Regions from separate parts of the Mus musculus genome. Here all the other regions are linked to region 6. A link is a contact called in public promoter capture Hi-C data. All regions are on one chromosome and are shown on one strand. Each heading gives the region's core, a stretch centred on a gene start, on an enhancer-like site or on the middle of the called end of the contact. The rest is flanking DNA. Distances are from core to core; before and after follow the strand shown.

What was found. Promoter capture Hi-C pulls out the DNA fragments that hold promoters and counts their contacts. Capture Hi-C pulls out chosen DNA fragments and counts their contacts.
Region 1: a promoter capture Hi-C map of stem cell-derived epiblast-like cells shows a contact between it and region 6, with 4 times the contacts expected there. The contact joins the promoter of Kcna7 here to the promoter of Cyth2 in region 6. A contact is called at or near these places in 5 of 39 promoter capture datasets (hippocampal neurons, liver, pre-B cells and 1 more), 1 of 15 datasets of contacts at CTCF or cohesin (the NIH/3T3 cell line), 2 of 484 Hi-C or Micro-C datasets (cardiomyocytes and embryonic stem cells), 2 of 115 datasets of contacts at active chromatin or transcription factors (effector CD8 T cells and memory CD8 T cells) and 2 of 9 other capture datasets (adipose tissue and pancreatic islet).
Region 2: a contact with region 6 is called in a promoter capture Hi-C map of pancreatic islet. The contact joins the promoter of Kcnj11 here to the promoter of Cyth2 in region 6. A contact is called at or near these places in 5 of 39 promoter capture datasets (cranial neural crest, embryonic stem cells, hippocampal neurons and 2 more) and 1 of 9 other capture datasets (pancreatic islet).
Region 3: a contact with region 6 is called in a promoter capture Hi-C map of adipose tissue. The contact joins the promoter of Hrc here to the promoter of Cyth2 in region 6. A contact is called at or near these places in 3 of 39 promoter capture datasets (liver and pre-B cells), 2 of 115 datasets of contacts at active chromatin or transcription factors (bone marrow-derived macrophages and large pre-B cells) and 1 of 9 other capture datasets (adipose tissue).
Region 4: a contact with region 6 is called in a promoter capture Hi-C map of liver. The contact joins the promoter of Dhdh here to the promoter of Cyth2 in region 6. A contact is called at or near these places in 4 of 39 promoter capture datasets (HPC-7-derived erythroid cells, embryonic stem cells, hippocampal neurons and 1 more) and 1 of 9 other capture datasets (liver).
Region 5: a promoter capture Hi-C map of pancreatic islet shows a contact between it and region 6. The contact joins the promoter of Nucb1 here to the promoter of Cyth2 in region 6. A contact is called at or near these places in 2 of 484 Hi-C or Micro-C datasets (B cells and CD4 T cells), 5 of 115 datasets of contacts at active chromatin or transcription factors (effector CD8 T cells, embryonic stem cells, extraembryonic endoderm stem cells and 2 more) and 2 of 9 other capture datasets (adipose tissue and pancreatic islet).
Region 7: a contact with region 6 is called in a promoter capture Hi-C map of pancreatic islet. The contact joins the promoter of Abcc8 here to the promoter of Cyth2 in region 6. A contact is called at or near these places in 1 of 39 promoter capture datasets (hippocampal neurons) and 1 of 9 other capture datasets (pancreatic islet).

Annotation. Positions count from the first base shown.
Region 1 is chr7:45,404,510-45,407,669 of GRCm38.p6, reverse strand. Kcna7 (potassium voltage-gated channel, shaker-related subfamily, member 7) reads right to left here and starts at 1,710. Exons shown (of 2, transcript NM_010596.2): 1 at 655-1,710. The coding sequence starts at 1,308.
Region 2 is chr7:46,098,559-46,101,739 of GRCm38.p6, reverse strand. It overlaps Kcnj11 (potassium inwardly rectifying channel, subfamily J, member 11), which reads left to right and starts at 1,503. Exons shown (of 1, transcript NM_010602.3): 1 at 1,503-3,181. The coding sequence starts at 1,843. The coding sequence ends at 3,015.
Region 3 is chr7:45,333,658-45,336,780 of GRCm38.p6, reverse strand. Hrc (histidine rich calcium binding protein) reads right to left here and starts at 1,512. Exons shown (of 6, transcript NM_010473.2): 1 at 1-1,512. The coding sequence starts at 1,354. It overlaps Trpm4 (transient receptor potential cation channel, subfamily M, member 4), which reads left to right and starts at 3,001. Exons shown (of 25, transcript NM_175130.4): 1 at 3,001-3,094. The coding sequence starts at 3,071.
Region 4 is chr7:45,486,961-45,490,172 of GRCm38.p6, reverse strand. It overlaps Dhdh (dihydrodiol dehydrogenase (dimeric)), which reads left to right and starts at 1,368. Exons shown (of 7, transcript NM_027903.4): 1 at 1,368-1,499; 2 at 2,002-2,113. The coding sequence starts at 1,410. It also overlaps a transcript of Tulp2 not described here.
Region 5 is chr7:45,509,064-45,512,178 of GRCm38.p6, reverse strand. Nucb1 (nucleobindin 1) reads left to right here and starts at 1,771. Exons shown (of 13, transcript NM_001163662.1): 1 at 1,771-1,856; 2 at 2,332-2,473. The coding sequence starts at 2,342. It also overlaps a transcript of Tulp2 not described here.
Region 6 is chr7:45,812,388-45,815,844 of GRCm38.p6, reverse strand. Cyth2 (cytohesin 2) reads left to right here and starts at 1,529. Exons shown (of 13, transcript NM_011181.3): 1 at 1,529-1,747; 2 at 2,689-2,836; 3 at 2,932-2,998. The coding sequence starts at 1,729.
Region 7 is chr7:46,178,064-46,181,542 of GRCm38.p6, reverse strand. Abcc8 (ATP-binding cassette, sub-family C (CFTR/MRP), member 8) reads left to right here and starts at 1,510. Exons shown (of 39, transcript NM_011510.3): 1 at 1,510-1,741; 2 at 2,960-3,101. The coding sequence starts at 1,594.

The DNA of each region.
Region 1 (3,160 bases), core at 461-2,960, 410 kb after region 6:
CCCTGGGGGATTCATCATCTTCTTTCTTAAAATTATTTATTTTATGTGGACGAATGGTTTGCCTGCATATATATCTGTGCACGTGTATGTGCCTTGGTGTTCAGAAAAGGGCATCGGATTCCCTGGAACTGGAGTTAGATACAGATGGTTGGGAGCCGTCATGTGGGTGCCGGGAATTGAACCTAGGTCCTCTGGGAGAGCAGTCTCTTTATCGCTTAGCCATCTCTCCAGGTCCCTCAATGTAGGGTGGTAGGGGAGTTCTACCACTGCGCCACATAACCCCCAAGTCACTTTGTGCAGTGCAATGCAGATGGTCTACCACTGAGCCCGGCACCAGTCCCTCACCAGGAAACTCTGGGCAGGTTGTCTACCTCTGAGGGAGATCCTCACTCACTGTCTGTTTCCAGGCAGACTCTCTCATACAGTAACCCACACTGGCTTTCAACCCGTGGCAATCGTTCTGTCTCCTTGCTAGGATTCTCGTATGAAGAACCATACCCAGCTTACATCTTTGTTTTTTTTTTTTTTTTGTTTTGTTTTTGTTTTTGTTTTTGTTTTTAAAGGGCTTCCATCCTCCTGCCCCTTGCCACACCTTCTGACTGGCCAGGTCTTCCCAGGCCCCGCCCTGGACCTCCCCAAATCCCCGCCCCTCACCGGGCCAGTAGCAGCGGCTACGGGCGCGAGCCCCGGGTCATCGCGGTCGTCGCGGAAGTCTGGCAGTGTCTCGAGGCAAAAGACCACGATGGAGACCAGGATGACGAGTACGGAGACCACGGCGAGCACGCGCGCAGCCTGCGAGCTCTCAGGAAATTCGAAGAGCAGCCAGAGCTGACGCGCAAAGGCGCGGCGGGGCAGCGGCCGCTCGGGCGGCACCGCGCAGCCCTCGTCCTCCCGCAGCCGCGCCAGCGCCGCCGCGCCCAGCCCGTAGAAGGACACCTCCTCCAGGAAGACGTCGAGGGGCACGTGCGCCGGCCGTCTCAGCCGGCCGCCCGACTGGTAGTAGTAGAGCACCGCATCGAAGCTGGGCCGGTGTCGGTCGAAGAAATACTCGCGGCGCGCGCCGTCGTAGAAGCGGCTGCGGCGCACCGGGTCCCCCAGCAGCGTGTCCGGGAAGCGGCCGAGCGTGCGCGCGCGGGTCTCGAAGCGCAACCCGGCCACGTTGAGCACCAGCCGCTCGCAGCAGCCGCAGGGCGGCGGGCACCGTGGCTCCATGGCGCGCACAGCCCGGGCGACCGGTGAACGGACGTGTGGCCCCGACGCCGCAGCCACCCCAGTCGGGTGTCCGGTGTCGGCGGGTAAAAATAGCATGGAAAGTCCGGCCAGGGCGCGGGGGAGGGGGCGGTGTTACCCCCGCGGGGCTAGGGGCGCCCTCTGCCGTTCCCACACCTGTGGAAACACTGCCACCCGGCGCTTTTCCGTGGATCTCTTGAGCTTTCCCTTGTAGTCATCTATTTTATTTGTTTGGCTTTTGGATTCATGACCCGAGGTCTTATGTAGCTGAACTGACCTTGAATTTATGATCCTCCTGCCTCCACCTCCCAAATGCTGGGATTGCAGGCGTATGGCATCATGGCTATTTATTTGTTTGTTTGTTATTTAGACAGTCTCCTCAGCCTGTCATTTAAGCTGACCGCGAACTTGTGGCAATCCTCTGCCTCATCCTTCGGATTGCCCGGGTGACAGTCATGAGCCACCCGAGACTATCTGCAGCATCAGTTTCCCTTTTCCATTTCCAGTCTTTCTGTCTCTTGTCCATCCTCCTGGAGGGTGGGGGGTGTATCCCCTTAACCAGTTGTCCACATCTTGCTCTCTGCTGGGAGCCTCTGTATCTCTCTGCCTTTTATTATTTTTTTCCAGACACTGGGTTTGGGTATGTATGTCAGACTGGCTCAGTATTGCAGTACTCTTGCTTCTGCCTCCCGATTGCTGGGATGACAGATGTGTACCACCACATCTGGATTTGTTGCTGGCTTTCTTTCTCTCCTAGTACCTTTCAATGAATGAACATCGTTTTGTGTGTCTGGCCTCACGTGTTTATTCCTTTGTGTCTCTAATTACCATGCCTAAGGAGCTCCGCAGCGGCCCTGGTGCTTGAGGAGTTCTTGGAGCCTCTTTTGCAACTGTAAACTGTTGCCCATGTGCGCCGGATCCTTGGCCACTGAGAGTCCCGGAGTTTGAATTTAGACTTTATGTAGGTGTTTTGAGATTAATAAAACCTGGGCTGAAGCCAAGAATGGCGCCAAAGGAGGCGGGACTTGCCTGGAAGGGTCTAGAGTCGGCCTGGAAGATGCGTAGGGTCACTGTCGGGAGCCGAAGGACAGACAGAAGATGGCCTTCCAGCCACCGGTGTCTAATGACACTAAGTAAAAAATAGTCCCTTCTTATGGGGTAGGGTGTTATAGTCACTTTCGGGGAAAGGGATCTCGCGCGCCCTCTGCCGGCCGGATGGAGACCTGCACCAAGAGGTCTCCCAGCTAAACCTGGCCTTTCCCTTCCCAGCTTTCTTTTGGGGACTTCTGAGATCCTCCTGCCTCTGCCCTCCCCCCGCCCCCCATCGCCCTAAGTAAGTTGTGAGAACATGGGTAGTGTCACACGCCTTTAATCCCAATACTCTGGAAGCAGAGGCAAGCCAACCTGTGGATTTGAGGCCAGCCTGGTCTGCCCATAAATTTCCAGGCCAGTCAGGGCTACATGGTGGGATCTTGTCGTTTTGTTGTTTTTTATTTTTTCGACAAAGAGTTTCTCTGTGTAGGCCAGTCTGGTGAGATCGTGTCTTTAAAAAGTCTGGTCATGGGCTGGTGAGATGGCTCAGTGGGTAAGAGCACCCGACTGCTCTTCCGAAGGTCCGGAGTTCAAATCCCAGCAACCACATGGTGGCTCACAACCATCCGTAACAAGATCTGACTCCCTCTTCTGGAGTGTACTTACATATAATACATAAATAAATCTTTTAAAAAAAAAAAGTCTGGTCATGGAGACCCAGACAGGATGATCCCTGGATTTAATGGCCAGCCAGTCTTCAAATAATAACGTGGAAGGTGATAGAAAGACGTTCAGTGACTACCTGACTAGAGGAGTGCCCTATTGTCCAGATACTTCTCCAGACCATTTTCCTTCATTTTTATCTTGAGACAAAGTCTTGCTAAGTTGCCTAGGATGA
Region 2 (3,181 bases), core at 254-2,753, 290 kb before region 6:
GCCTTCACTCAAGCTACACAGTGGGTAGAGGTCTGTCTCAAGAGTCTGAGCCCCAGGGCAAGCCATTACAGCTCCATCAATCTCCAGGAGCCACTCCAGGGTGGCATCTGCAATGGAAACATCACTACTGTTCTTGACAAAAACCTGGGTCACCTACTCTGTACCCAAGCTAGCCCTGAATCAGCTGCTCAGGCCCAAACTCTCTCTCTCTCTCTCTCTCTCTCTCTCTCTCTCTCTCTCTCTCTCTCACACACACACACACACACACACACACACACACACACACACACACACACACCCAGGGCTAAAGGGAAGAAACCAGTCTGAAGGTCTACAGGGTGCAAAGCAGACACTGGCAGAACAAACCCTCTTAAAACTCAGGGACGGTAGCCAGGGCCTTGCGGTGCACTTGCAATCCCAGAACTCTGGGAGTGGAGGCAGAAGTTCAAGGTCATACTCTGCTACATGCCAAGTTTGAAGCCATCCTGGGCTATAAGAAATCCTGTCTTGAATAGGTAAATAAGCAAATAAATAAACAAATAAGTAAATAAATAGATGTAGGATCAAAAATAATCCTCAAAGGGAAGAAGAATCGTCGGTTGAGAAGTTCTGAGACTAATATTTCTCTCACCCCTGCCCCTGCGTTGATGATGTAACCTTTCGCTGCCTTCTTTCCCTGGGTATCAAGTGCTGTGTAAGAGGCAGGTAAGACTTAACTATGGACCGGGCAAAAATAGAAGTCAGGGGTATAGGGGCCGCTGAACCAACCTAAGAGAATTCCACAAAAGCAACTTCTTCAGAGCCATCCTCAGTTTGAAGCCCCATGGCCTGGCTGAGGACAGTGAGCAGGCAAGGGCGGGACGAGAATCCTCTGTGGGCGGGGCTTGCGTCTAGGCCCACCTCTACCTCTCAGGAGCCGATCTGGCGCCCTCTGGCGGCGGAGGCTGCACTCGCTCTCGGGAGCCCCCCGCCCGCAGCCTCCCACCCCCACCGCGCACGGGTCGGTGCCTGAGGACGGGCTCACAGACACACGCCAGGGAAGCCGGCCGGGAGTGAGCAACCCGGAGTGGGAGGGGGCAGGGAGGTGGCCGCTGCTTGAGCAGCACGAGCAGGTGCGGCGGCGACAGGCGGGGTGGGAACGGAGCGGCGGCGGGGGCTGCGGGCGGGCGGCAGGGCAGCAGGGAGGCCGCGACGCGGAGCCACTGGGGTCTGGGCGGCGGGGGGCGAGGGGATCCAGAGCGTAGACGGTTGCGGGGTGACTCGAAGGGCACCGGATCCCAAGGAGACTAGAGGACAAGGGCTAGAGAAGGAACGGGAGAGCGGCGAGGGAGCCAGGGGAGGGGTGGGATGGGAAATCCGGGGCACACCTGGAGAGGAGACTGGGTCAAGAAGTAAGGCTGGTCCTTGGAGGGGACCGGGGACAGAAGTGGGTGAGGTCAGAGAAGAGCGCGGGGGGGGGGGTGCTGAGGGGGGGGTCGAGTGAGGGCTGGTAAGTTGGGAGACCCGGAGGTGACAAGTTCTGAGGTGGTTTGAGAAGAAAGGCTGGGCCAGGGAAAGGGAGTTAGAGGGGGGTCCTGGGGCGGTGGAGGAGAGCTGAGCGGGTAGAGCACAAGCTGGGTTGGGGGCTCAGTAAGCAATGAGCAGGTGGAGCCGGCATCTGAGGCTAGTAGTATAAAGAGAAGCAGAACCCAGCTGAGGGGCATACCAGCCTAGAGGTTGGTACAAGCTTAGGGTAACCTGAGGAGAGGGCTCAGAGAGGGGGACCCCACAAAGAGGCCCTAGGCCAAGCCAGTGTAGTGCCTCCCCCCATGGGGGAAACCCCTTCCCGGGGCCAACGGAGCCATGCTGTCCCGAAAGGGCATTATCCCTGAGGAATATGTGCTGACCCGGCTGGCAGAGGACCCTGCAGAGCCCAGGTACCGTACTCGAGAGAGGAGGGCCCGCTTCGTGTCCAAGAAAGGCAACTGCAACGTCGCCCACAAGAACATTCGAGAGCAGGGCCGCTTCCTGCAGGATGTGTTCACCACGCTGGTGGACCTCAAATGGCCACACACTCTGCTCATTTTCACCATGTCCTTCCTGTGCAGCTGGCTGCTCTTTGCCATGGTCTGGTGGCTCATCGCCTTCGCCCACGGTGACCTGGCCCCCGGAGAGGGCACCAATGTGCCCTGCGTCACAAGCATCCACTCCTTTTCATCTGCCTTCCTTTTCTCCATCGAGGTCCAGGTGACCATTGGTTTCGGCGGGCGCATGGTGACAGAGGAATGTCCCCTGGCCATCCTCATTCTCATTGTGCAGAATATCGTCGGGCTGATGATCAACGCCATCATGCTGGGCTGCATCTTCATGAAAACGGCCCAGGCCCATCGGCGGGCAGAAACCCTCATCTTCAGCAAGCATGCTGTGATCACCCTGCGCCATGGCCGCCTGTGCTTCATGCTGCGCGTAGGGGACCTCCGAAAGAGCATGATCATTAGCGCCACCATCCACATGCAGGTGGTGCGCAAGACCACCAGCCCCGAGGGCGAAGTTGTGCCTCTCCACCAGGTAGACATCCCCATGGAGAATGGCGTGGGTGGTAACGGCATCTTCCTGGTGGCCCCACTCATCATCTACCACGTCATCGACTCCAACAGCCCGCTCTACGACCTGGCTCCTAGTGACCTGCACCACCACCAGGACCTGGAGATCATTGTCATCTTGGAAGGCGTGGTAGAAACCACGGGCATCACCACCCAGGCCCGCACCTCCTACCTAGCTGACGAGATTCTATGGGGGCAGCGCTTTGTCCCCATTGTGGCCGAGGAGGACGGCCGCTATTCTGTGGACTACTCCAAATTTGGTAACACCATTAAAGTGCCCACACCACTCTGCACAGCCCGCCAGCTTGATGAGGACCGCAGTCTGCTGGATGCCCTGACCCTCGCCTCGTCGCGGGGGCCCCTGCGCAAGCGCAGTGTGGCTGTGGCGAAGGCCAAGCCCAAGTTTAGCATCTCTCCAGATTCCTTGTCCTGAGTTGCAGTTCCTCAGGCCCCCACTCACTTGTGTGGGCACGTGGAAAGTGAAGTATGGTATGTAGAGTGGTGGGGTGCGAGCCTCTTGGCCAGACGAGGGTCTGGTGTGGGACAAGACCCTGCTCGGCTCAGCCTCCCCGCTGCTGTGTGTCTGGGGTGTTACAAGA
Region 3 (3,123 bases), core at 263-2,762, 480 kb after region 6:
CTTCTAGAGAGTCCTCCTCCCTGTCAGCATTGTGGCCTTGGGGACGGTGGCTTGCAACATGGTGGCTGTACTTGACTGCTACCTCTTCTTCACTCTCACGTCCAAGATCATGGTGAGCATGTCTAGGAGACTGGTGCCAGTGTTCAGTGGATACAGCCTCATCTTCCTCTTCCTCATTTTGGTGGCTTTGGCGGCCATGGCTGGGGACATGATGGTAGTCTTCTTCTGAGTCATCCTCATCATCTTTGTGCTCATGGTCTCTGTGTCTGTGGGCTTGATGCACATGCTCAGTAGAGTCATCATCTCCATCATCATCATCATCATCTTCTTCTTCTTCATAGCCTTGGCGTCCATGCCTGGAGACATGATGATCATCTTCATCTGACTCATCCTCATCTTCTTCCTTCCTGTGGCCTTGGGTCTGGTGCCGGTGCTCAGTGGAGTCTTCTTTATCTTCATCATCATCATCATCATCATCATCGTCATCTTGCTCTTCGTTGTGGCCTTGGTGGTCCTGGGTATGGTGTCTGTATTCACCAGAGTCACCGTCTTCATCATCATTTTCATCTTCTCGGCCTTGAACTCTGTGGGTGTGACTGTCTTCATCTGAGTCCCCATCGTCTTCCTCCTCATGATCCTGATATCTGTGAGCTTGGTGTCCATGCTCAGTAGAGACACCATCGTCATCGTCATCATCACTGTGGCCTTGGTGCCTGTGGCTGTGGGCATGATGGAGTTCATCTCTCTCCTTTGAGTGGCTCTGGTGACCATGGACCTGGTGTTCATTATCATCAGAGTCCTCCATCACATCCACCCTCTCCTCCTCCTCTCCTCCATCATCGTCATCATCTTCCTCTCCGTGGCCATGGTGGGCATGCCTGGGGACGTGACGGTGATACTCACTGGAGACAATGCCATCCTCATCTTCGTGGCTGTGGCTCCTCTGTCTGGGGAGGTGGTTCTCTGCCGAGTCTCCTAAATCTTCATTGTCATGTTCCCGGTGCCCGTGGAGCTGTCTAACATGCCCTCTGAAGACCTCTTCAGAGACATTCTCCTCTCCAACCTCGCGGCCAGGGTACCTGTGGTCTTGGACCCTGTGGCCATATTCCCTGGAGAAGTCTTCACCCTCTTCTCTGTGGCCTCTGTCCTTCTCACCTTGATATCCCCGGTGGATGTGGTGACCAAACTCAGTTGATAGGTCCTCTGAGGACCCAGGGATGCCTGCATTGTTGTTCCAGTTGCCCAGGCCCAGACCGGCCCCTCTCAACTCCTGGGTCACCACTGGAGGGACCAGCAGGATGGCCACTGTGGCCCAAAGGAGACAAGTGTGCAACCATGGCCCCTGGAAGCCCATGGGGACGTTTAGCAGCTGAGCGTCTGACCAGGCTGGCTTCAGCTGCCTCTGATGGGTCCTTGTGCCTTTTTGGCTTTGACTTTCAGATTGTCCCTTTTGTCGTGGTATAGCTCCCACTCTCTGCCTCTCTATCTTCCTCAGGTCTTGGATGACCCTCTGAGGATGTCCCCTTTGCAGCTGTGACCCTGGTTCCAGGACCTCCCTTCCCACTGCTGGACCAATGGGGTCTGTCCCCTCCCCTTCTTGCTGCTAAATTTATCCAGAGCCTAAGTTATTCTGGTCACTCCCTGCCTGCCCCTCCCCTCCTGTTCCTCTGGCTCAGGACTGGGTGGTGGAGGGGTCTTCATGGCGGGGGCGGGGGGGGGGAGGCAGGGACGTGACAAGCTCAAGTTTGGCATTTTTAGCACAAAGGCTGAACGTTTAGAGTGTCTTGCTGGGAAAGCCTGGGGCTCTGGGAGAGGAGGATGCAGGAGCAGAGGGCCCCCTGCAAGGTAAACACTGGGAAGCGTGCAGGCAGAATGGGACATTCGGTGTGACAGTGGTGTCCTGCAGAAGCTGTGGAAGACAGTGAAGGAATACTGTGCCCAACACCCCATGACCTCCTCTCACTGGAACTCAGATCTGGGGACAGGGGACCAGACCAGTGCTATAAATACAACAGGGGGGAGGTGCTGGGGGCTCAGGTTACTAGGCCTCAGCTGTCCCCACCAAAGGGACTTGGCTGCAAACAGGTGTCACTGCCTTCTCTGCTGGTCAGTGTCACCCACCCCACACTTGTCAGTATATCCACCGTCTTTGAGTTTTTGTCCTTTATGAGTCAACCCCCCCCCCCCCATTATAGTCACTGTTCTGAGCTTCCGTGTTTCTTCTCAGGATTCTAACCTCTCCTCTCCTACTGTGTCTTCCCTGATCCTTCTCTTTGATTCTTCTCTCTCTCTCTTTCTGTGTGTGTGTGTCTGTCTGTCTGTTTCTCTGTGTGTGTCTGTCTGTCTCTGTGTGTGTGTGCCTGTCTCTCTGTGTGTCTGTCTGTCTCTGTGTGTGTGTCTGTGTTTGTCTCTGTCTCTCCTCTGTGTGTGTGTGTTTTCTCTCTCTCTGTCTCTCTCTTTCTCCCTGTATCTCTGTCTCTGTGTGTGTGTCTCTCTCTCTAGTTCTCTCTGTGTCTCTGTTCTCTCTGTCTCTCCTCTCTGAATCTGGGACTCTGTTGCTCTATCACTTTGTATTTCTATCTGTCTCTAACTATCTCTGGATATCTCATTCTTTTTCTGTATTGCTGTCTTCATATTCTCTCTCTCTCTCTCTCTCTCTCTCTCTCTCTCTCTCTCTCTCTCTCTCTCTCTGGGTCTCTGCCCCCTTTTCTTTCTCTGGGTCCCTCTCTTAGTTTCTGTCTCTCTCTCTCTGGGTCTTTCTCTCAGTCTCTGTCTCTCCGAATCTATGTTTGTCCCATGGCTGACATCTATCGTGTGCCCCACTCTGCTTCCTTCGTTCCTCCGCTTGCTCTGCCTTCCAACTCTCGGTCTTTCTTGTCCCCCAAACCGACCCCATCACTGGTTTGGCAGCAGAGTTTGTCCCTCCTCCGCAGCCGCCCTCTCCCCGCCTCCCGTGACGTGTCCCGGGACTCCCCGCCCCGGGCTGGGCTGCGAAGTTGCGGATCCGGTTTGGTCGGGCGGGTCGGCGGCTGGAGGAAATACACGGAGCCTCAGGGGCTGCGGCAGCAGCATGGTGGGGCCGGAGAAGGAGCAGGTATCGCACAGCGTGGGGCTGGGAGTGAG
Region 4 (3,212 bases), core at 119-2,618, 330 kb after region 6:
TCCCTAACTCCAGGGGTCACAGGACACAGGACCAGCTCTGAGGCCTGTGATCCAGGCCTGTCCGTACGAGCTGCTTGGGAAGCTGAGGCAGGAGGATTGCTATCTTAAGCACGTGTACCTGTGGCGCCTGTGACAGGGAACGGTCTTTCCTGGCAAAGGCTTACGTGAAGATGGGAGGAGAAGGTGACCTCAGCCCTGGCTTCCCTCGCTCCAGTGCTGAAAGTCCCTGTTGCCTCGCCGCCACTTAGTTCAATCAGTTAAGCACAATAACTGATTAGCCTCCTATGCCTTACTAAATAGGAGACTTGTGAACACCTGGGCACAGTCAGTCAGTGTTCAGTGGATCAGACGAGAGAGAATGAAACTGGGCTGTAAGTGAAGAGGAGCTATTATCAGTAAGGTGCACATTCTTTCCCCTCTCGACGGCAAGTGAGATAAATCAAGTTCCATCATTAAAGAGACTTGTAAAGACATAATCTGGGGGGTGGAGAGAGGGCTCAGGTTAAGAGCATCTACTGTTCTTCCCAGCATCTATATAATGAACGGCTCACAGCCACCTGCAACTCTGGTTCCAAGGAATCCTCCTCCTCCATATTTTCTTTTTCTTCCTTCCTTCCTTCCTAATTTATTTTATGCGTTGAAGAGTTTTGTCTGTATGCATGCATGCCCACCATGTGCATGCCTGGTGCCCTCAGAGGACAGAAGGCGGCACTGGATATCCTGGAAGATGGTTTCGAGCTGCCAAGTGGACAGAACTTGGGTCCTCTCCAGAAGTAAAACGTTTGCTTTGTCAGAAATACTTTGGATCCTGTGGTCATTTTCTTGAGACCACAGACTATTTTATTTTATTTTATTTTATTGGCTTTTTTTTCGAGATAGGGTTTCTCTGTGTAGCCCTGGCAGTCCTGGAACTCACTCTGTAGACCAGGCTGGCCTCGAACTCAGAAATTCGCCGGCTTCTGCCTCCAGAGTGCTGGGATCAAAGGCGTGCGCCACCACGCCCGGGCCCCACAGACTAATTGATAACAATAGCAAATCCCCATCTCAAAATAAAAAGTAAAAAGGCAACTTGAAAGACAGGCACGGTGGTGTATGCCTGTATTGCTGCACTCAAGGAGCTGAGGCAGGAGGATTGCCTTGAGTTTATGGTCAGCAAGCAGCCTTGGCTATATATATATATTGTGAATTGCAGGCCAGCTTGGGCAAGAGTTAGGCACTGAGAAGAAGGAGAAGGAGAAGGAGGGAGGGAGAAGGGCGGGCGCAGGGAGGAGGGGAAGGAGGAGACGGGTGGAGAGATTGCGGTTTCACGTCCTGAGGTCGTGTCCTGAGGGTCAAAGGGAAGCGGGCGGCTTGCAGCGCGGGGTGGCGTTGGCCCCGCCTCCGGCCCCCGCAGGCAGAAGACGTGCAAAATGGCGCTGCGCTGGGGCATCGTGTCGGCTGGCTTAATTGCCAACGACTTTACCACCGTGCTGAGCTCACTGCCTTCCTCGGAGCACCAGGTGCACGTCCCTTGGAAGACACTGGGTCCGAGGGAGGAGTGGAGCCGAGGGTCTAAGAAAGAGTCCCTAGTCCGAGGAACGAGGGAGCCCCGAGTGTGAGGGAGGAGAGTCCCTAGGTCTAAGGCAGTGACTCTGAGAAGAGAAGGGGACCCTTCTGGTCCCCAAGGCCATAAGAGATTTGTTTTCAGCTCACACCTCCTATGCGCCCCAGTCTGAGGGGCTCGCGGTTTGCAGGGGGTAGGTATCAGCTGCTGGGAGGCGAAGCCATGGGGCAGTCGGGGAGGATCCTGGGCTTGCTTACAGACTCCCCTTTCCTCTCTATTCAGTCTTGCCATGTACCAAGCACAGCCTAAGTCTGCCCCCCCCCCCAATCTGCTTCCCCTCCCCACCAGTAATACCTTCCCTAGCCATCTTGGAGGAGGCTAGATGCTCCCCACTGCAGCCTCCTCCATAGCTCGTCTACTTTGTCTTCCACATCTCAACCCTTTGAATCCCACGCTAGGTGGTAGCGGTAGCTGCGAGGGACCTGAACCGGGCCGAGGAGTTCGCACAGAAATTCAACATCCCCAAGGCCTATGGCTCTTATGAGGAACTGGCCAAGGACCCAAACGTGGGTGAGTGGCCTGGACCAGGGAGGTGGGGGCAGAGCTAGGCACTGCTTCTTGCCTACAGATGCACTGGGCTGCAGGGGTGGTCTTTGGAAAGGCTCAGGCTCGGCCTGGTTAGGAGACAGTTAATAGGCTTACACGTGACCCGAGACTGGCTGAACAATATTAATCTGTGCTTAGCCAAGGCTAAGTTTTAAGTTTCTCCCAAGGCTAGAAAATCTGGTAAGAATTTATTTACTTGTTTATTTTGCGATACTGGATATGGAACCCAAGGCCTCTCACACATTAGGCAAAAGCTCCGCCGAGCTGAATCCCACACTTTTATTTTATTTTGAGAGACGGTCTCACTCACTGTATAGCCCTGGCTGGCCTGAAACTTTATTATGTAGACCAGGCTGGCTTCAGATTCTCAGAGATCCACCTGCCTTGGCTTCCAGTTTGTAAGCACTGGGATTAAAGGTGTAGGCAAGCATGCTTGGCCACTTGGGCTTTTGAGATAGACCTCACACATAGCCTCCAATTGGCTGTCCTCCTGCCTCAGCCTCCCAAAAGTGTAACTGTCTTTTGCTACTTTGTGGGTTCTTCCACCCTTTCAACCCCCTAACACTACATAAGAAGAAAAGAGAGGGAAGAAAGGAGACCCCTGAGTAAAGCCAGGGGTCAGAAAGGGAGTTTGGGGGGATGTTAATCGGAGACTGCTGATTATGGGCAAGTTTGATCTTCCCTGTCAGAATATCTAATTTCTCCTTGTTTCTTCTTTGTACATAACTCCTTCACAAGCCCTGACCAACAATCCACCTCTGGGACTCTAGCATTTATAGACCTCTGAAAAGTCGCCAGAATTCCAAAAGTCACACAATCGCAGAAACTCTCTGCAGCTGGCCAAACCACACCTCTGCTAGGGCACAAGGCAAATCATAGTCAGCTGCTGTGGACAGTCCATATCCCACAGCTGGGACTGAAACGAAAACATATTCTTATGTTTCTGTTTTTTTTTTAAAGAAACCAAAATTTCCAAATTGTCACTACACAAAAGCTTGGTAGTCTCCCCTCAATGAGAACCCTAGAACTGTATTCACAGCCTTGCCTCTGAACGTTGGCGGCC
Region 5 (3,115 bases), core at 522-3,021, 300 kb after region 6:
GAGATCCAGCTGTAAGGCATTTTCTCAACTAGTGATCAAGGGGGGAGGTCCCCTTGCAGGTGATGCAATCTCTGGGCTGGTAGTCTTGGTTCTATAAGAGAGCAGGCTGAGCAAGCCAGGGGAGGCAAGCCAGTAAGTAACATCCCTCCATGGCCTCTGCATCAGCTCCTGCTCCCTGACCTGTTTGAGTTCCAGTCTTGACATCCTTTGGTGATCAACAGCAATGTGGAAAGTGTAAGCTGAATAAACCCTTTCCTCCCCAACTTGCTTCTTGGTCATGATGTTTTGTCCAGGAATAGAAACTCTGACTAAGACAAATTGGTACCAGGAGTGGGGTATTCCTGTGACAACCTGACCATGTTTTGGAAAAGACTGTGGAAGGACTTTGGAACTTTGGGCCAGAAGATCCATTCAGTGTTAAGAGCTCTGTGAGATGTTGTGTAGGAGCTTGGAAGATAATGTTGAGAATAGTGCAGAAGATGGAGGCCTGGCTTGTGAAATTTCAGAGGGAAAATTAAAGACTCTTATCAGGGCCACTGCTATTTTGATTGTGAAGCTTCTGTGGTTCTGGTTAGCTGGGGCTGAAGAATCAGCTGTGATTAACAAGATACCAGAACTACTAAAGCGAAAACTTTGCATTACTGGGACTATTGATGCTTGTTAGCTGGAGCTAAAAAGTTATCTGTGATTAAGAAGAGACCAGCACCATTGAGGTGACATCTTCTGGGAAGTGTTTTCTGAAATCACAAAGAGGCTGCGTGACTAAGACAGATATCTTTTCCATGGAGTCAAAAGATACCAAAGTAGGGGCTGGTGAGATGGCTCAGTGGTTAAGAGCACTCATTGCTCTACTAGCAGTCCTGAGTTCAATTTCCAGCAACCACATAGTGGCCACGACTGCCTGTAATGGGATCTGATGCTCTCTTCTGATGTGTCTGAAGACAGCTATAGTGTACTTGTATATGTAAAATAAGCAAATAAATCTTTTTTTTTTTTTTTTAAATTACCCTCAGGACTGATGAGATGGCTCAGCGGTTAAGAGCTGTGACTGCTCCTCCAGAGGACCTGAGTTCAATTCCCAGCAACCACATGATGGCTCACAACCATTTGTAATGGGATTAGTTGCCCTCTTCTGGTGTGTCTGAAGACAGTGTACTCACATATAAATAAATCTTTTTTTTTTTAACTTAAAAAAAAGAAAAACAAACAAACAAAAAAGTTACCTTCAAAGATTTTTTTTTTTAAAGGTACCTAAGTATATGATTGCAAGTGGAAAACTAGGAGACAGAATCAGGTATTCGCAGCTTCTTCACTTTCATTTGTGTGTATTACCTACTTTTATTCTCAGCACAAGGATCTCTGTGACCTCTAGGCCATCCTGGTTTACACAGAGCTCCATCTAGGGATATGCAGTGAGACTCTGTTTAAAAAATAATGATCATATGCTATGTAGTTTCCTAACACTTGCAGGAACTTGTGGAGCGAAATTAAACGAGAAAACTACAACTCCCAAGAGACACCGCGGCAAGATGTCCGCAAAAGTTGTCCTGTCTCACCCCCTCCCCCAATCCCTGGGCATGCAGGGCTTTGAGTTTTACTTGAAAACGGACGCAGGAAATGTTGCGTTGAAGACTGTGAGCGTCCAAGAAAACCGGAAAGATTTTCAAAGATAAGGAAACCTCATCGGAAAGGGGCGGGGCCGTTAACGCGGGCGGAAGCTCAGAGTCAGCGTGGACCAATCAGTATTCTGGGGGCGGGCTCTCTGCGGGTGGAAAAGTGGGCGTGACTTAGGAGAGAAATCGCCAGAAACCTGGCGGAGGTTGCTGGCCTTAAAAAACGCCCTCAGCACTGGAGAGGTGAGGGGGGTTCAGAAGCCGTGGGCAAGAGGGGCTGGAGCGCGTGATACTTGTCCAGTGTCAGGCCTCGGCGGTCCCGGCAGAAGGGGAGGTTAGGGGCCTGGAATCACGGTTCGGGGGAGGATTCCCCTACTCAGGGAGCCGGAATGAGGGTCTGCGGATTGCGCTCCAGGAAAGGGAGGCTGGAGGCCTGGCGTCCGGGGTTGTTAGAGGCCTGGCATCCTGGGTTCCAGGTGACTAAACGCTTGGAGTCTTCATTTTTGCAAATCGGGTGGCGTGCACACTCGCTTCCCCAACCGGATACGGGGTTGGGACATCCTTAGCCAGGGATAGTACTACACGCCTGTAATTCCAGCGCTTGGAAGGGAGAGTCAGGAGGGTCAGGAATTCAAGGCCAACTTAGGCTACTTAATACACAGCTCAGAAAACCGTAGCAAAACAAGAAAAAAACCTCATTCTCCATCTCTCCTCACAGACCAGCCACGATGCCTACCTCGGTGCCCCGCGGGGCCCCTTTTCTTCTCCTACCACCTCTACTGATGCTGTCTGCTGTGCTGGCAGTGCCCGTGGACCGCGCAGCACCTCCTCAGGAGGACAGCCAGGCCACTGAGACCCCGGTGAGTAGCCCTGCCCTGGTCGCTGGCGTCTTTGCAGTGGTGCTTGCCATCCCCAGGGCCCTGGAGAAAACTCCAAGGGATCCCCTGTTTGATACGCTGAGGCGTGTCGTTTACCCGCCTTCCTTTGCCATAGTGAGTGTGTGAGACTTGCAAGCAGACCTGGGGGCAGTGACCTTTGAGATGTGGAAATCAAGACAGATCCCAAATGAAAACCTGTGTCACACCCTCATCTAAACTTTCCCCTCTGATCGTTAAGACCCTCTTTAACAAGGAATGAAGAAAACCTGAAAACCACATTTCCCAGTAGCACCGTCAGCAGCTGGATGCTACCACCTAGCAGGGCATTCTTGCTTCACGGAGCTCACGAGCAGTGTAGTTTAAGTGGGAAAAGGACACGGGAACTGCTGGTTTACTCATGCCAGTATTATTGAGCTCTGTGAAATCTTTGCTCCCAGAGAGTCCAAACTTTCAAACTCCAGGTCCCTGATTTATGGCCTGGTTCTTCCTGTAGCTCTCCCTAGCAATACAAGCTGTTGTTACCTCCTGAGACAGGTTGTTCCCAGCTCCTGTGTAGCGAGGCCTCCTGCCAGGCGTTAGTACTCAACTCTGTGAAATCTTGAAGCCTGAAAACCATTGTATCAG
Region 6 (3,457 bases), core at 280-2,779:
CTCATGTTCCCTACTGGGAGCCAGCACCATCGCTGGCACTGGCTTGCCTGAGTGCTGAGTCCACCCATGCCCTCCTCTGGTTCTCATCTTGCTTTATCCTTCAGAATCCCCAGTTAATAACCGGACAGGATTAATTAGCTGGCAGCTCTCCCACCTCCAAGTCCAGGGCAGGGACTGGGAACAAAGGAGACCATGGCGGAGAAGGATGCTAAGTTGGTTGGGCTGAACAGGCAGGGACATGGGATTCTAATGAAAAGAGAGAACTGGGTAGAACTGGTGTACCCAGGGTCTCCAGAAGAGAAGGCATGGGTCACGCCAGTCGTAAAGGTCACAGAGGGGATTAGGAGGCTCCGTGACTAATCCAGAGGCTTACCCAAGTCCTGGCCCAGAATCCGCCCCCACCTGAGCAGCTCAGGGACACAAATGAGGACAAGACCTGGAAGCCCCATCATGGGCCTGGGATTTACAAGTGTGCCGGAGTTCCCCATCACACAGGCCCCTCACTGCTTTCCCTGTAAAGAGGAGAATAATGTGTGGAGGAATGAGTTTAAGAAGAGCAGTGAGCCGAGCAGTGGTAGCGCACGCCTTTTAATCCCAGCATTTAGGAGGCAGAAGTAGGAGGACTTCTGAGTTCGAGGGCAGCCTGGTCTACAGGGTGAATTCCAGGACAGAGAAACCCTGTCTCGAAAAGAAAAAAAAAAGGGGGGGGGGCAGGAGTGTGGGAACTGAAAAGGTTGGGTGGAAGGAGGACTTTAAGCACAGGGTCTTGGAGAGTTGACAGAGTGCCAGGCAGAAGATTCTGAGGAAAAAGGGGTGTCTTGGGAGAATGCCTGGGGAAGGCAGGATTTTAGGAAGAGGAAGCTAAGAGGGAGAGTTTAGGAGGAAGAGTCACCGCGCATTCACGGTACCCAATACCATAACATTTGGAAGAAAGAATGCTTTTATTTACCATCCTTTGATTCTGAGGAGATTTGAGGTATGTAGGAAAGTCTCATGTAGAGGTATGAAAAGGGTTCAGAGATAGCGACCTGCAGAGAATTACCCTGAGAAAGGAGGCAAAAAGACCGACCTGTGTGGCTCGCAGTTGCTTGGCAACCACTGCGGTCAAAAGCTAGCGTGGAGGGCCAGGAGGTGTGGCTCGAGCTGCAACCCAAGGTTGAGACCCCGCCCTTGACAACAAAACTAACAAAGCACCGCCCCCTAACAACGAATGCCTGTTGGGGGGGGGTGGAGGGTTAAGTACCGCTAGTCTGGCTTGTGCGCAGGCGCAATCTCCCCTCTCCATGAAGCCACACCTCCTGGTCACTTCTTTATCAATTTTCTTATTGGAGGATAAAGCTGCCAAGGATTTTCCTTTGTTTCGGGGGCGGGACCGAGCACACTACCCACAGTCCGATTGGTCAGGCTAGCAGTCTATCGCCAGCTGTACGTGCCTGCATCTCCTTCTTGTGTGCCTATTGGTCCTGGAAATGATCCTGTGGGGCTAGGGGGCGGAGCATTCTGGGAGACCCGCAGCAGATTGGGTGGTGTCAAAGCAAGGGGCGGGCCCCACCGGCCGGGCGGTTGGGCCGTGAAGGGAGAGTCTTTTCGGCGCTGAGGACGGGCGCTGAGGAGGCGGCGGTGGCTCCTGGGGCGTTTGAGCGGGCTCACTCGAGCCCGCGGGCCGACGCGGACGCAGGCCCAGCCGGCGGAACCGCCCCGGACTCCCCGCGGGCCTTCCTAGCCGCCATGGAGGACGGTGTCTACGGTAGGCCGGGCGAGGCGGGCGGGCGGGCGGAGCGGCTCCCGAGCCCCGCCGCGGACAGCAGGGCAGTGGCGAGGCTTCTTTCAGCGCGCGGGACGGGCTTCCGGCGCGGTCGAGAGCCGGGGGTCCCGGGCCATTGTTTGGGCCGAGCCCGCTTCCGGCGACGGCGGGCGGGGCGGGGCGCGCAGCGGGGCGGGGCGTACACCCGCGGGAGCGGCGGCCTGGCTTTCTTCCTGCGGACCTAGGCTTAACGCCGTCCTTTCCGACCCTGACCCAGGGTCCTGCTGCCGTAGCTTGTTTCTACTGTGTACCCCAGATCCAGGCCACGTTGTCCGCTATGGCGGAACCAGAACCTCGTTTCTTTTCCAAGAAATGCACCCAAGATTCAGGACCCCCAACTTTCCCATCATGATGGAGCCAGAATCTGGCCCCCTTACGAGAAATGCACCCCAGGTTCATGCTAGGATCCCTACAGTGGTGGATCCAGAAGCCAGAGTCCTGGTGTCTTTCCAAGATTTGCATCCGAGATCTAGGACCCCAAAGCCCTTTTGATGATGAAGCCATGAGTCCAAGGCCCTGTGTCCTTCCAAGTAATGTTTCCAATATCCAAGCATCCTGTTCTACTGTGTTGGGACCAAGGAGCCAGGGCTTCCAAATAAAGCATCTAAAATTCAGACTCAGGAGTTTCTAATTGTGGTGATGGGTCCAGAATCCCAGGGACTGGTTGCCTTTCAAGTAATTGGCCCAGAAATTCATCCTCAGACCTATGAGCTGGGATTCCTAGGCACTTCTGACACAAACTCAGGACTCAGTTTTACTCCCTCTCCTCAGACTTCTGGTACCCATTCCTCTTCTGGACAGGAATCCAGGCCCCCAGCCCAAATCCTTTCTCAGGATGCAGGAGTCCTGACCCCCAGAACTAATTTCTTGACCCTGGTCCCCAGAGCCCCCAGACTTGACTCCAGAGGAGCGCATGGAGTTGGAGAACATCCGGCGGCGCAAGCAGGAGCTGCTGGTGGAGATCCAGCGCCTGCGAGAAGAGCTAAGTGAAGCTATGAGCGAGGTGGAGGGTCTGGAGGCCAATGAGGGCAGGTGAGGCCTGTGGGCACTCATGGGACATGGGGCTTAGCCAGGGCCCTGGATGCTCAAGCATCGGCCCTTGGCTGCTCCCCACCCTGCTTTTGCAGTAAGACCTTGCAGCGGAACCGGAAGATGGCAATGGGCAGGAAGAAATTCAACATGGACCCCAAAAAGGTTAGCGGGGAAGATGACTCTGGCATGGTTTTCATATCCCTGGTTCTAGAAGTGTTAAGACAATAGGTAGCCTTTAGACAGCAGACTCTGGATCTCTACACATCTGTTCCATGATTATCTGTGTAGTGAGGGCCTGGCCCTGTGCTTTGCAATGCTGTGAATCCTAAGACCCTGTCATAGCCTAGGCATCCCCTAGATAGAAGTGCTAACAGTTCAGGGTGAGATAGGGCAGTAAGAGAGGGGTTTTCCCGACACAGGAAGAGCCAGGAAGGGATTCCATGTTCATGGCTTGATGGACAGGTGTCTGGTACCTGCTTCATTTCTTTATTGTAGTGTGTAGAGTATCCAGTTATCCTTCAAACCTACTCCTTGCAGACCCGGTTGGACATGCTGGAATTAGCCTTAGAGGCTGAGGGCCTGGGTTAGGGATGGTGCCTGCAGAGCTCTGTGTAGGTGATT
Region 7 (3,479 bases), core at 261-2,760, 370 kb before region 6:
TGAATTCAGGGCTACATAGCAAGATTCCATCAATGAGGAGCAGGAGAAAAAGGAGGGAGAGGAGGAGGAGGAGGAGGAGGAGGAGGAGGAGGAGGAGGAGGAAGATGATAATTATGATGATATAAGAAAAAAGGAATGCTAGAGTCCACAGCAGTGGGAGTGGATACATGCATGTGCTTATAGTATCACATCCACAGGCAAAACCAGAAAGGATAAGCTTGGTCTCTGATCCTCCCTTGCTTGCTCTCTGGTCCTCCCTTGCTTGCTCTCTGGTCCTCCCTTGCTTGCTCTCTGACCCTCCCTTGCTTGCTCTCTGATCCTCCCTTGCTTGCTCTCTGATCCTCCCTTGCTTGCTCTCTGATCCTCCCTTGCTTGCTCTCTGGTCCTCCCTTGCTTGCTCTCTGGTCCTCCCTTGCTTGCTCTGTAGTCCTCCCTTGCTTGCTCCCTGGTCCTCCCTTGCTTGCTTCCTGGTCCTCCCTTGCTTGCTCCCTGGTCCTCCCTTGCTTGCTCTCTGGTTCTCCCTTACTTGCTCTCTGGTCCTTGCTTGCTCTCCTACTGCTCACCTAGCTCTCTCCACTCTTACACAGTCCAGGGCCCTGTTCATGAAATAGTGTTGCCCACAGTGGGCTGGGTCCTCCCACAGTAATTAATAATCAAGACAGTTAGCCACAGACATACCCACGGGCCAGCCTGATTTAGGCAATTCCTCAACTGAGGCTCTTAATTGATTCTAGGTTGTGGCAAGTGGACAATTAAAAACTATCAGGCACTGGGGAGAAGTCCCCGTGGTTAAGAGTATTCCCATGGGCTCTCTTGAGGAGACCAAGTTCTGTTCCCAGTAACGCCCATGCCAGGCAGCTCTCAACCAATAATTCCAGCTCCAGGGGATCCAAGTTCCTCTTCTGGCCTCTATTGGTACCTACACACACACACACACACACACACACACACACACAGAGAGAGAGAGAGAGAGAGAGAGAGAGAGAGAGAGAGAGAGAGAGAAAACCAATCTTTAAACAAACAAACAAAAACAAAACAAAAACCCTAATCACCACAAGGGAAGAGAGCTAGATTCAGGCCAGGTTCCCACTGGCTAGCAAGGACACCTTGAATCTTTTAGGGGAAAGATCGGGACAGGCTGTGAGGTCACTCTGCGACCCCGCGCCAGAGACACTTGAAAATTCCCACGCACCCTCCTAAGTTCAAGTTCTTTAGTTTCTTTGGACCGAATCGGGTACGGGCTTGTGCCACTCTGTTCCTATGGGGACCCCTCTGATCTACATCCAGCTGAGCCTAGTTCCAGAGAATCAACATTCGGGAATCCCAAATCCACGCACTCCGGGCTCACCCGGATCATCTTGGTTACTACTCCCACTCAGACACCGCCTCGCCTGCGCACCCAGCGCACGTGCGCATTGGGTGAGACCCCACCCTCGCCCCACAAGAGCAGCTGGAAGGGCGGGGCCCAGCGGCAGGTGGGGGCGGGGCGGGCCGGGGCGGGGCGGGGCGGGCCGTGCGGGAGCCCAGGGTGCTGCGAGGAACAGAGGCGCGGGAGGCGCGCGGAGCCAGAGCAGAGCCCGTGCGCGCGCCACCATGCCCTTGGCCTTCTGCGGCACCGAGAACCACTCGGCCGCCTACCGGGTGGACCAAGGTGTCCTCAACAACGGCTGCTTCGTGGACGCGCTCAACGTAGTGCCACATGTCTTCCTGCTCTTCATCACATTCCCCATCCTCTTCATCGGTGAGCGCGCGCCCAGCGACGGAGGGCGGGAGGACGGGTGGGGGAAGGACGAGTGGCCGGGGTGGGGGTGGCGCGCGGCCCCGGCAGTCCCGCACCACCGGCTTGCTGGTCTTCCTGGGTCCCCTGCTGTGCGTCTCTTTTTTTTTCCCCTCGCACCCTCCCCTATCCTTGAACTCGCGCCAGACACGATGGGCGCTAGCGACCTTAGGGATCCCCAAGTTTTGCTACCGCAGAGCCTGACTCGGGATGGGGCTCTGCACGCGAGGGAATCGGCCTCACCCTGAGTGACGCTGCGGCGGGAGCCAGGCCATCCTTTCCCCCCGGCCGTGCTGTCACAGACTCGGGAGGGAGCTCAGACTCCAGCCAGGGAGGTTGGTGGTGGAGGTCAGCGAGCTGTTCCGGTGGCCCAACTTCCCGACTTTGGGCAGAGCATTTCCCAGGCCCGGGGTCCGTTCCACGTTGCAAAGAGATAGAGTTTGGGTGCCGGTATCCCGCCACCCCCAAAGGCAGTTCTTCTCTTGTAACTTCTTCAGGACAGTGTGAGTCAACTCAGATCAGATTTAGGAACCCCCTTCGACTCCCAGCGCGCTTGCCTGAAAGTGGTCTACAAAGTTGGGCGCCCAGTCTGGTCCCTTCCTCTCCACATCCTTGAATCTCTCAGGCCAATCAGCTCTGTTCAAAGAGTGTTGACTGTTCATTTACATTAATTAAGAGAAATAGCAAATCTTTAAAACTCTTTAGGGTAGAAGGCCGAGGTGGCCATTGAACTAAATTAGTAAAAAGTTGCTGAGCCGGGCTATCCTGGAAATCTCGGTTCTTGGGAGGTGGGGGCAGGAGGATCAGGGAGTTTAAGGTCATCTTCAGTTACATAGGAAGTTCAAGGCTCGTGTGGGCAACATAAGACCCCGTCTCAAAAATAAATAAATAAATAAATAAATAAATAAATAAAGAGCTGCTGCAGAAGGAAGCTGCTAGTTACTGACAGAGGTAAATGATGTGCATGCCCATATGTCTAGCAGAAACGAAACAGAATGGGTAGACAGTCACACAAGAGGTCAGTGTGGTGGTCCCTGCTTAGGACCGGCCTGCAGGCTCAGGCTTTGTGCCTGGATATCCAGTTCATATGCTCATCCCTGGGGAAGGAGGATTTGCATGGTCTCCTTATCACCATGCTGGGCCTCCAGGTGGGCGTCCTGCCTTCTGCGTCTCTCCCCACAGGATGGGGCAGCCAGAGCTCCAAGGTACACATTCACCATAGCACCTGGCTCCATTTCCCTGGCCACAACCTGCGCTGGATCCTTACCTTCATGCTGCTCTTTGTCCTGGTGTGTGAGATCGCTGAGGGTATCCTGTCTGATGGGTAAGTGAGCTCCAGGGGAGTGGGGAAGCTGCAGGAGACCCTCCCTGTGCCTGCTCATCGGCCTTCTGTAAACCAGTACCTGGTGTGAACTGCGCCAGGCCTTAGGCACATATGAGACGCAGGGCCTACCATCAGTCTGGAGGATAAAGGGGTGCAGATTTCTGTACCAGTTCCCAGTGAGACCATTGGAGAGCCTTGTCAGAGTGTCCCAGCTGCTGTGGGCAATACCCGGTCTCTCTGAAAGTGACTGAAGTGCGTGAGGGGACAGTAAATCCTGTCACTTGTTCTTACTGAAGGCCTCTCCTTGGTTCCCATTCATTTACAAGATTCAAGGATCTCTGGGCCCTCATCTTTGTCCCGATACAGCCCCACCTGCCT